Regions from separate parts of the Triticum aestivum genome. Here region 1 is linked to region 2. A link is a contact called in public Hi-C data. All regions are on one chromosome and are shown on one strand. The core of a region is the stretch at or near the end of the contact, and the rest is flanking DNA. Distances in the headings are between cores, read along the strand shown. Region 1 has its middle 150 kb from the start of LOC123188366. Region 2 holds the start of LOC123188366 (chitin-inducible gibberellin-responsive protein 1).

What was found. Hi-C and Micro-C count contacts between places; a contact is called where the count stands out from the background.
Region 1: a contact with region 2 is called in a Hi-C map of leaf, with 6 times the contacts expected there. The contact joins the enhancer-like site here to the promoter of LOC123188366 in region 2. A contact is called at or near these places in 1 of 5 Hi-C or Micro-C datasets (leaf) and 1 of 1 datasets of contacts at active chromatin or transcription factors (leaf).

Annotation. Positions count from the first base shown.
Region 1 is chr2A:204,871,221-204,876,259 of IWGSC CS RefSeq v2.1, reverse strand. No RefSeq gene overlaps it. Among protein-coding and RNA genes, the nearest start is that of LOC123188366, 150 kb to the right of the region's middle. Within about 2 kb of position 2,164, at least 3 of the 8 cell types and tissues checked have an H3K27ac peak or open chromatin away from gene starts, as enhancers often do. A contact at or near this core is called in leaf, where this site is marked.
Region 2 is chr2A:204,720,936-204,725,539 of IWGSC CS RefSeq v2.1, reverse strand. It overlaps LOC123188366 (chitin-inducible gibberellin-responsive protein 1), which reads left to right and starts at 2,744. Exons shown (of 2, transcript XM_044600450.1): 1 at 2,744-2,950.

The DNA.
Region 1 (5,039 bases), core at 915-3,414, 150 kb before region 2:
CTCAAAAATTGTTCATGAATTTGGCAAAAAATGTTCACAAATTTTAAAAATGTTCATGATTTCAAAAAAATATTCGTGAAATTGAATTTTTTCCACAAAATAAGTAAATCATGATTACAGAAAAATGCTCTGGAATTCAAAAACTATTCACGAATTTGTAAAAAAATGTTCACAAACTTAAAAATGTTCATAATTTAAAAAATTCAAACAAATGTTTGCTAATTCCAAAAATGTTCACGAATTTAGAAAAAATGTTCACGATTTTTAAAAATGTTCACAAATTTGAAAAAAATGTTCACGATTCAAAAAATGTTCGCTAATTCTAAAAATGTTTACGAAATTATAAAAAAATGTTCATGATTTTGAAAAAGTAGTCTTTCATTTTAAAATTTTCATTATTTGAAAAAATGTTCATGACTTAAGAGAATGTTCACAAATTTCTAAAAAAAATGTTCATGATTTCAAAAAAATGTTCTTGAGTTTTTAAAAAATGATCATGATTTAAGGGTAACGATTTAGTAAGAATAAAACCAAGATTTTGGAAAAAATGTTCATCATTAAAAAAATACGATTTTAGAAACAAATCGCAAATTAATACATTTTCGGAAATTGAAAAACAAGAATAAAAATGAAAACATAAAAGTAAAGAAAAAAATAAAAAAACGGAAAAATAAAAGAAAAAAAGAAAAAATAAAAATAAAAATCGAAAGTAAAATATAAAAACCCGGTTCAGGGAAGGTTCTAGAACCTTCCCAAAACCGGTTGCAGTTAAACCCCGAAATGGGCCGGCCCATAGAAACAACAACAGCGGGCGAGAGGGGGGGTACGCGCCACGCCGTATAGAATCTCCGGTCACATAGGATTTTTCCAGTTTGACGCCTGCGAGCGTGCGCCGTGATGCACGTCAGGCAAAATTGACAAATTTAACTTATGGATGAAATCAAATCACACAATAAACTGTCCATAAAATTATTTTACATGGCTGACCTTTTTGTGTGACATCCGACATGAAGGCGCCACATTATACTGTGCAACGCCTCACAGATAGGCGTTACACACCTGGCCAGCGTCGCACCTGTGTGATCTGAAAATTACTAAGTCAGTGCGCAGCGCCTGAGAGTTAGGCACCACACTATACAGTGTAGCGCCTAGCTTCTAGGCGTTGTACTAGTGATTGCTTCATTTTATAGTGCAACCACTAGTGCAGCGCCTGAGAGCTAGGCGCTACACTATACAGTGCAGCGCCTAACTCTCAGGCTCTGCACGATGACTTAGCAATTTTTAGTCAGTCTGGGTGCAACGCGTTGCTGGCCAGGCGTGTAGCGCCTATCTGTAAGGCGTTGCATAATGTAGTGTGGCGCCTTCGTATTGGGCGTCACACAAAAAGGTCAGCCGCGTGAAATAGTTTCACGGATAGTTCATTATGTGATTTGATTTTGTTCACAGGCCAAATTTATCAAATTTGCCTGCACGTCATTTCTTTCCTTCTGTCCGTGGGCCGTTTGCTCAAAAGAAAAAAAAAACACCTGTCCGTGGGCTGTCCACAGATATTTTTGAATGGCTAAACTATCCCTTAGCATTTTTTTATTTGCGAATTAACTACTCCTTAGCGTTAACGACGGAGTCACGCGTTGCGCTGATGAAGCGATCACCAAACAACACCAACACCAACAAGGGCGGGCACGTGTGCGCCGACGACGCCAGAGGCCAGAGCTCGGTCTCTCCACCACGTACTGTACATCTCCTCTTAAAAACTCTTTCCCGCCGGATGCGGTCTCCCCTGCGTTGACAGAGCGCATCTGCGGCGAAGGAGAAGTAGGAAGGAGCCAAACAAGACACGAGCCGCACGCACCACCTAGGCATACGTGCCAGATTAATTACTCGATCCCGACCCCGATCCTGTACGTGCACAACGTATTCCATTCCAGCACGTGTGCAGAACCCTTCAAGGTTCATCAGAGCCGTTTTGACCGGATTCCGACCAAGAGCAGATCGAGCAGCGCACGATCGAGGTGGCGGCGGTCGCGCTTCGTTCACACCGATTCACATCCGCCTCACGCGCGCACGCGCTGACATGAGCCAGCCAGCCGGCCACAGCTAGATATCGTCGAACCGGCGAGCCCCCGCCTCCGTTGAGACGTACGTACACGCACTGCCTCGCGTCATTGTCGGCACGGGCTACCCATTGAGGTTGCAGTTATCGGATCGACGGAACCCCGGGGTACTCGCGCGGGCGCTACGCCACTGTCGCCGTGGAGTGCCGCGCACATGCCGAGTGCGGCGGGCTGTCCTTGTCGCCGAGGAAACGACGCGATCGGGTGCTGCCAAAAAGGAAGGAAAAAGGATCTCGACTGCTCGCTCGTGCGTAGATACGCTTTCTTTTTAAGTTGCGTAGATACGGTTTCTTTTTAAGTTGCGTAGGTACGGGTTCTGATCGGTCGCATCAGGCGTAGTATGGGCAACCATGATATGATTAAGCAATAGCACCAGAGAGAATCTCATAAATCTCTTGCAAAAGGGAACTGTTTGTGGCCGGGGCACCGGCCGAACTGTTGCGCCGGTCCAATCCACGCGCGCCTCCTCCCAGCCACTCGGCTAACGGCACGTAGGATGGGCCCCTGTCCACGTGGGTCTTCTTCCACCTTTTTCTCTTCTCCCCGTCGCTCGTCGCTCGTCTCTCTCTCTTTCTCTGCTCCTTCTCAGGCCCCGCTACCTTGGTCAATCGTCGTCGCCCGGAGGCCTCCCAGGCCGCCGCCGCCATGGGAATCAGCCGATCCGGCTGTCCTCGGCCAGATCCGCTTGGTTCCGCACCACCGGAGCTCTGCCTACCTCGTCAGACCCGGCCACGCCGGAGCTGCAACCGGCCACGCCGGACTACACCCGCGGCACAAGTTTGCTGGATCGAGGTTACAACCATGGTCATTTTTTGCTACAACCGACGAGCCTCGGTGCTACAACCTGCATCAGTTTTTGCTACAAACAGTCACGGCGAGACGACGGGCGACGAGATTTTTGCTACAACCGTTATTGGTTTTTGCTACTACCAGCGACCTTTTTTGCTACATCAGTGACGGCGGACGACACTGCATAACAAGGAAAAGCTGCAACCGTAGTTAATTTTTGCTACTACCGACGAAGTTTTGTGCTACACCGATCAAGCTGGAGCTGCGACCTCGTGACGGCGGCAATGGCGATTTGCTGCAACCATAATAGGTTTTTGTTACTATCATCGAAGTTTTTTGCTACAACCGCTGCGCCCCTGCGACGATGACGACGGTGTGTTTTTGCTGCAACCGCAGTTGTTTTTTGCTACTACCGGTGAAGTTTTTGCTACATCCGTTCAAACTGCGCTAATTAACTGGCGGCCATCGTCGATGCAATCCCCTGCAGCCAGCATCCACGGCGAGGGCGGCGGCGGAGCTACAACCATCGCAGTCGAGAGCTGCAGTCGCAGGTAGAGTTGTTGCATGGGTCGAGGACGACGAGGATGGCCGGGGATGGTGGGGACCGGCGACGAGGACGGCCGGCGAGGGCGGGGGACCGGCGATGAGGAAGGCCGGCGAGGGGTGGGGCTCGGCGACGAGGATGGCCGCAGAAGGGGGCAGGAGGCGCCGCGCCGTGCTCCCCCGAGCGAAAGATGCGGATCTGGCCTGACCACGCGAGGAAGAAGTTGTTGGGGCGTTTTTTTTTAACCAGATCCAAAGGCTGCGCGGCTCACATCCAACGGCTAGGGCTGGACCGGCCGAACGATTCGGCCGGCGCACCGGCGCCTATCGGTGCCCCTTGCAAAAGCATTTCTTTACAGGAAAACGTGTGGAAATTAGAATTAAGAAGATCAGGAAGGGAAAGCAAATGATGGAAAGATATTCTCATTGATTGAAGATTTGCGTATATATACCCCCGGTACAAGGCCGTTTACAAGGAGCGGTTACCAAAACTATGGAACCGACATAGCAGTGATTATTTCCTAACACCTACATAAATGGAAGCCTACGTGCCAATAGTGCAGCACGTACGCAACATGCACGCTATCCTGGTGGCGATGTGCATGTGCTGGATACTATGGCCCTAAATCCTAATCGATAAACTGTAGATTCTACCCCTAAATCCTACTTCCTCCGTTTCTAAATATTTATCTTTATAGAGATTTCAAATGATCACCATATGCGGATGTATATAGACATATTTTAGAGTGTAGATTTACTCATTTTACTCCGTATGTAGTTATCATTTGAAACCTTTAAAAAAACAAATATTTAGGAACGGAGGGAGTAATTACCAACGCTATATACTCTAAGCCCTAAATAACCAGTATCGATGTATACCCTAAACCCTAAAGTACAATCCCTACATTCATTACATCAGTAAACTAATTCCTAGAGCATAATCCATAAAGCATAATTTCAACGAAAACCCTAAACCCTAAACCATACCCCTAAACTCTAATCCCTAACCGAATGCCCTAAATGGTAAAGTAAGTTTCCTACATTCATTACATCAGTAAACTAAATCCTAAAGCATAATCAATAAAGCCTAAGTCTAATGAAAACTCTAAACACCAATTGATAATAAACACAACAAGGAGAAAACCGTAAACCTAACTATAAATAGTACACAATAAGCGTACCCATAATATCTAAAACTATTAGTGCTGAAAACAATATTGGTAATTTCTGACCCAAATTATAAATTATAAATAGTAGTAGTAAGATATTTTTAAATACATAAAAAGACATATCTTAATCGAAGTACACCATATGTGTAATTTACGTTCGTGTAATACTACTTCATAATTATTTGGAGATGGCAAGAGGGATAGAAAGATCTTCATATATCAACCAAAAATAATGTCAATTTCATACATATCACAAGCATAGTTTCTACTAATAATGATAGTAATTGTTTATTTTAAAATAATATTTTTAAAATATGCAATGTAGTATGTGACACTTGGTTACAATGATTGCAATCAATGTAAATATAATTTTAGTTCAGGATCTAATGGAAATGATCACCAGACAAGGATCTACAATTAAACA
Region 2 (4,604 bases), core at 1,495-3,994:
GCCTGTTTCCCGGCTCCGCAACTCCCGGGATTTTGCGGAGCTGGTGGAACTCTGAACAGGGTCTTAATCTGAACATTTTTCAGACTGGGAATATCATAGTTCCATCATTTCAGCGATTTTGAGTTATAGATGCTTTATTCAGTGCACTTCTTTTGGGGTTGTCGCATAGATCGGTATTTGAACGCCCTAAGTTTTTTTTTTGCGAAACTGAACATCCTAAACAGTTTTTTTGAGGGACGAACACCGTGATGATCCCTACCTTATTGACCGCTAAGTATTCTTAACTTTTAAGATAAAAATATCATTGCTCAAAAAAGTTTTAGAAGTAGGGGCCATATCATTTCATTTGAAGCTAATCTTAATATTTAAGTTCGGTAGACGATGATTTTTAAAATATAAAATGCCACAAAACTGGCTGAACAACGTAACATATTACTTTGTTATTATTATTTCTTGTGTCCTTTTGTACTGCCATGATGTTTGATGAATAGATTAAACGTTCTTCCTGCAAAAAAGGCCTAAAGATACCAACCTAGCTAGCTCCCAAAAGCAAAGTTAGGATATCTAGCCATTGATCCTCTAGTTGTATTTATTGTTCGACATGGCATAAAATTCGGCATCACAAATTTGTTGGGCCCACTGAAATGCCAAGTCTTTCTAGAAAAAAACATGTTTTTTTAGCTTATGACACATCAATATTCACATATTGTTAATGAAATTTGACCTAATTTAAACTTGGTTTGAAATTTGTTTGAATTTGAATCAAAATTTGAGGTTATAAATATTTTGGTGTCCACCGAAATTACCTAGTAAAAGACTAAAATTGCAGACATTTTCTGTTTAGATTTTGAACACTAGTAGGATTTGTGGCGACCTCGGAGCTAATCAACGACAAGGTCTCTTCTCCCTAGGTTCTAGAAAACATCCTCTGAGATAGAACCAGGACGTGGAGTTTCTACACCCAAGAGCAAATGCTCCCGGTGTGAACAATAAAATAAAATAAAAGTTCTGAATTTTTCTGGCATACTTTCACAAATGTTTGTTGTGCATGCAAAATTTTATCGCAAAATCACATTGATGAAAGGCGTAGTAAAAAACAAAATTGATGCTCTGAAAATGTTACTTACAAAGGCATTTTGGAGCTCTGATTTTTTTTTTGCGTGGCTTTCACCAATATGATTTCGTGATGAAATTTTGCATGCACAACAAACATTTATGAAAGTATGACACAAACAAATTCAGATTTTTTTAATTTTTATTCTTTTTCTATTTATTGTTCACATCAGGAGCATTTGCTCCTGGGTGTAGAAAGGTACTTTCGTGATTAATCTCTTCTTCTCCGTAAAGAGAAAGCGTTATATTTGCAATAACCATATTCTGGTCCTAGTTTGTTTACAGACATATTCTGGTGCTAGTGGCTTGTATTATAATCACTGCACAGTTAGTTTAGCCTTGGTGTGACACCACTTCACAAAGCCAAAGTGCACTTCTCTCTCTCTCTCTCTCTCTCTCTCTCTCTCAGCATTATCTGCAAAAGAAAAGTTGATTCGTGTTTTTGGTGGCAGCTTAGCTCATGCCGCTGCCAAAAATAATTTACTCTTACAAAGGAGATCGTAGAAGGTTTCCAGAGCACGGAGCACCCATCGTTTGTACATCGAATCCGCATCAGGGGGTACGTCAGTGGCCTGGTCATCCACTAGAATAAGCCCACTAGGTTCCAAGAGGACGACGACGGGCCCCAGGGGAGTTCATGGGGTGCGGCCCATTCACAGCTGTTCCTTCCTTCCTTCCTTAAAGTTTAAGAACGAACGCGGGTAGTCGGAGCAAATTTGCATCGTGCCCAGCGTCCTTCTAGAAGCCAGCCTACGTTCTTGCTTTGTTCAGACCTGGGGCTCACTTTTGTTGGCAATCTGTTCTACTTACAACATGTGGTTCTTGGTTTGCTAGTTCTTTTTCTTTCAGATAATTAGTTATTTTTTTGGGTGCGTTTGAACTACATGTCACATCTCCGTAGCCATTTTGGAGGGCACAGTGCATAAAATCCAGTACAAACCGAACACGATTCCATCAGAATTATTTTTTACTAATTTTATTTGCGTTGAAGTTTGTAAAGTGATGAAAAAATATTGAGAAAAGAAAGTGAAAAGTGGGCAACAGGCCAATGGCATTTCTTGCACCGGAGGAAAAAGAGGCATCACATTCTCCCATCGAAATGGAAACCACCGAGGCAAAAGCGAGCGCATCCCTCGTCACCCTCCTCCGTCGTCTTCCTCGCGGTGGTCCCCGCGCCAACGCACGGGACACGCGTCACCATCTTATCTCTCGCAGCCAGCCCCGTCTCATCGGACGGACGGGCGGGCCAAGCAAGCATCCATCCGCGAACCGCCGAAGCCCCCGGGCCACACGGTGGGCAGCCCTCGGATCGCGATCGAACGACCGCGGGCCGTTCAAACCTCCATGCGCGTCAGGTCAAACGCGCGACCGCGTGTCCGTGCTGCCAGCGTCACGCGTGTCGTGGCTGCTCGCCGCGCGCCGCACGTGACCGCGCGTCGAGCCGCGCGGCCGCCCGATCCTCATCCGACGGAGCCTATGCCTCCGTCCTTAACGGCGTGATGGGCGCGGGGGCCACGGCATCACGACGCGGGAGCGCTGACCGGGAAGACGTGGCCGTGACGGCGTCAGGCACGGTCGCCGTCTGCTCGGAGCCGCGGGTAGGGTATATAATGCCGTGGCACTTTGGGATTTATTTATTTCTCCTTCTCTCTTGTGTGAGGAAGCAGATATTAATTATCGCGCACACGAAAAGAGGGAGGGGGCGCAAAGAGAGAAGGGACTAGGACACGAGAACCAGAAGAGAGAGAGAGAGAGAGAGAGAAGAAAAGCGAGAGAGAGGTAGGGAGATTGCTGGAGCTGGATCGGGGCGCCGGGCCGGCCGTGCAGATCGGAGGAGGTGAGAGCTCCCCTCCTCGTACTTCGTCGGGTTCCGTGCCTGTTGTGCTACTGATTTTTGCAGGAAGTCGCTGAATTGCTGTGCTTTTTTGGGGTGTTTTTTTGCTTGGTTATTTTGGGGTTGATTCCATAGTTTGGGAGGGTGAAGGTGGATCCTGGGCGGGTTCAGGCGGGTGCCTGGCTCTCGTTCGGCGATGAGATGGGCTCTTAGGCGGGTTTTGGTTGGGGCGGGTGGTGTCTAGCTGACGAATCAGTTGGGGATTTGTGTTGGTTCGAGCCAATTCGACCTGCTGAAGGTCTCACCTGAGAGCATTTCGCTTTTGGCTTCCACGGATGACCTCCATTTTGGGGACGAAGGAGTTGATCCTTCTCAGCTTCCGCTCTGGAGGGTACTGTTGCATTTTGTTGCTAATTTTATACTGGCTGGCTCCTAGGTCTAGCTGGGCATGGCCTACTTATGGTTCGTCTGATGGACACTCATCCGTGCCAGATGTACTTGTGTTACTTGGCTGCACTTGTGCCCTGAATTTATTATCCCAGAGTGAGTTAATTTCGTGGCCAAATTAGTGATCCTCATGTTAGAAATGGAACCATCGCTGCCTCTGGTTCTTCGAAACATGGAGGCAGACATACAGTAGATTGATGCGGTAGCTCCAAGTAGTCTAAACTAATTTTCCTTGGGAGGAACCACAGGATCCATCTGCTTCCTTGATTGGGACATATACAACTCGGGAAAAAAAATCTTATGTTTCGCTTGATGAGTCAACTGGACTTGCCTTTCCTGAAGACAATTCGTGGAAAAAGAACTCCCTTACTAGGCAGAGTGCCCCCATAGATGAACAAATCGAGGTTGGTTTTTTGAGCGCGTCACTAACTTAATACTATGATTTTAGCATGTTCAACCAACGTCCAGGATCCCAGTAGTTTCAGACCTTCGCTCACTGCAGACGGTACACAAATTGGCTTCTTGTGTGAGTGATGAAAGGTGCTGCTGGTTCCACACGGTCTGAGTGGTCAAACTTCTTGTTGCGAGTGGGGGAGGTTCCTTCTTCGGAATTCATAGCAAGAGCTACGGACAAATAGTCAAACCAACAAGGCTGGTCAATCGTCTTCAACCAACTAGAGAATCTTAGGGTCCGCTGAACATTGGTCTTAGTCGTGCATTCACTGAAGGATCTGTGACCAAACAGTGCGACAGTTCTCTTATAAACAAACTAGAGAATGCTCGAGGTTGCATGTCTTAGTTGTGAAGGGTGGTCAATGGGCGCGCTGAGGGGAGGTGCAAGATATGTCAGTTTGTCCTGTTGTTTGTTTTCCAAGCCTCTTAGTTGTGCTGGATCTTCTGGACAGGTTGATGCTTGAGCACGTTCCTGTCCAGATTGATACTTGAGCGCGTTCCTTTCTTCATTATTTGTGCCACTGTAGTCCTCTAGTTCCACTGGCAGACTCGTCATGATTGATGATCCTTTCATGCTTGCCTTGCTAGAATTTGACACCTGTGGTTGTCCTTTAAGTTTGAGGAGAAGGATAGATCCTTTAAGATTTGTAGGTAGATGATGGGGACATTTGACAGACAATGGGTTGGATTTATGCGGAATTTTGGAGAGCTACTTGTTAAATCTGTATAATATGCATAGAGGAAAGGCAAGCAGACA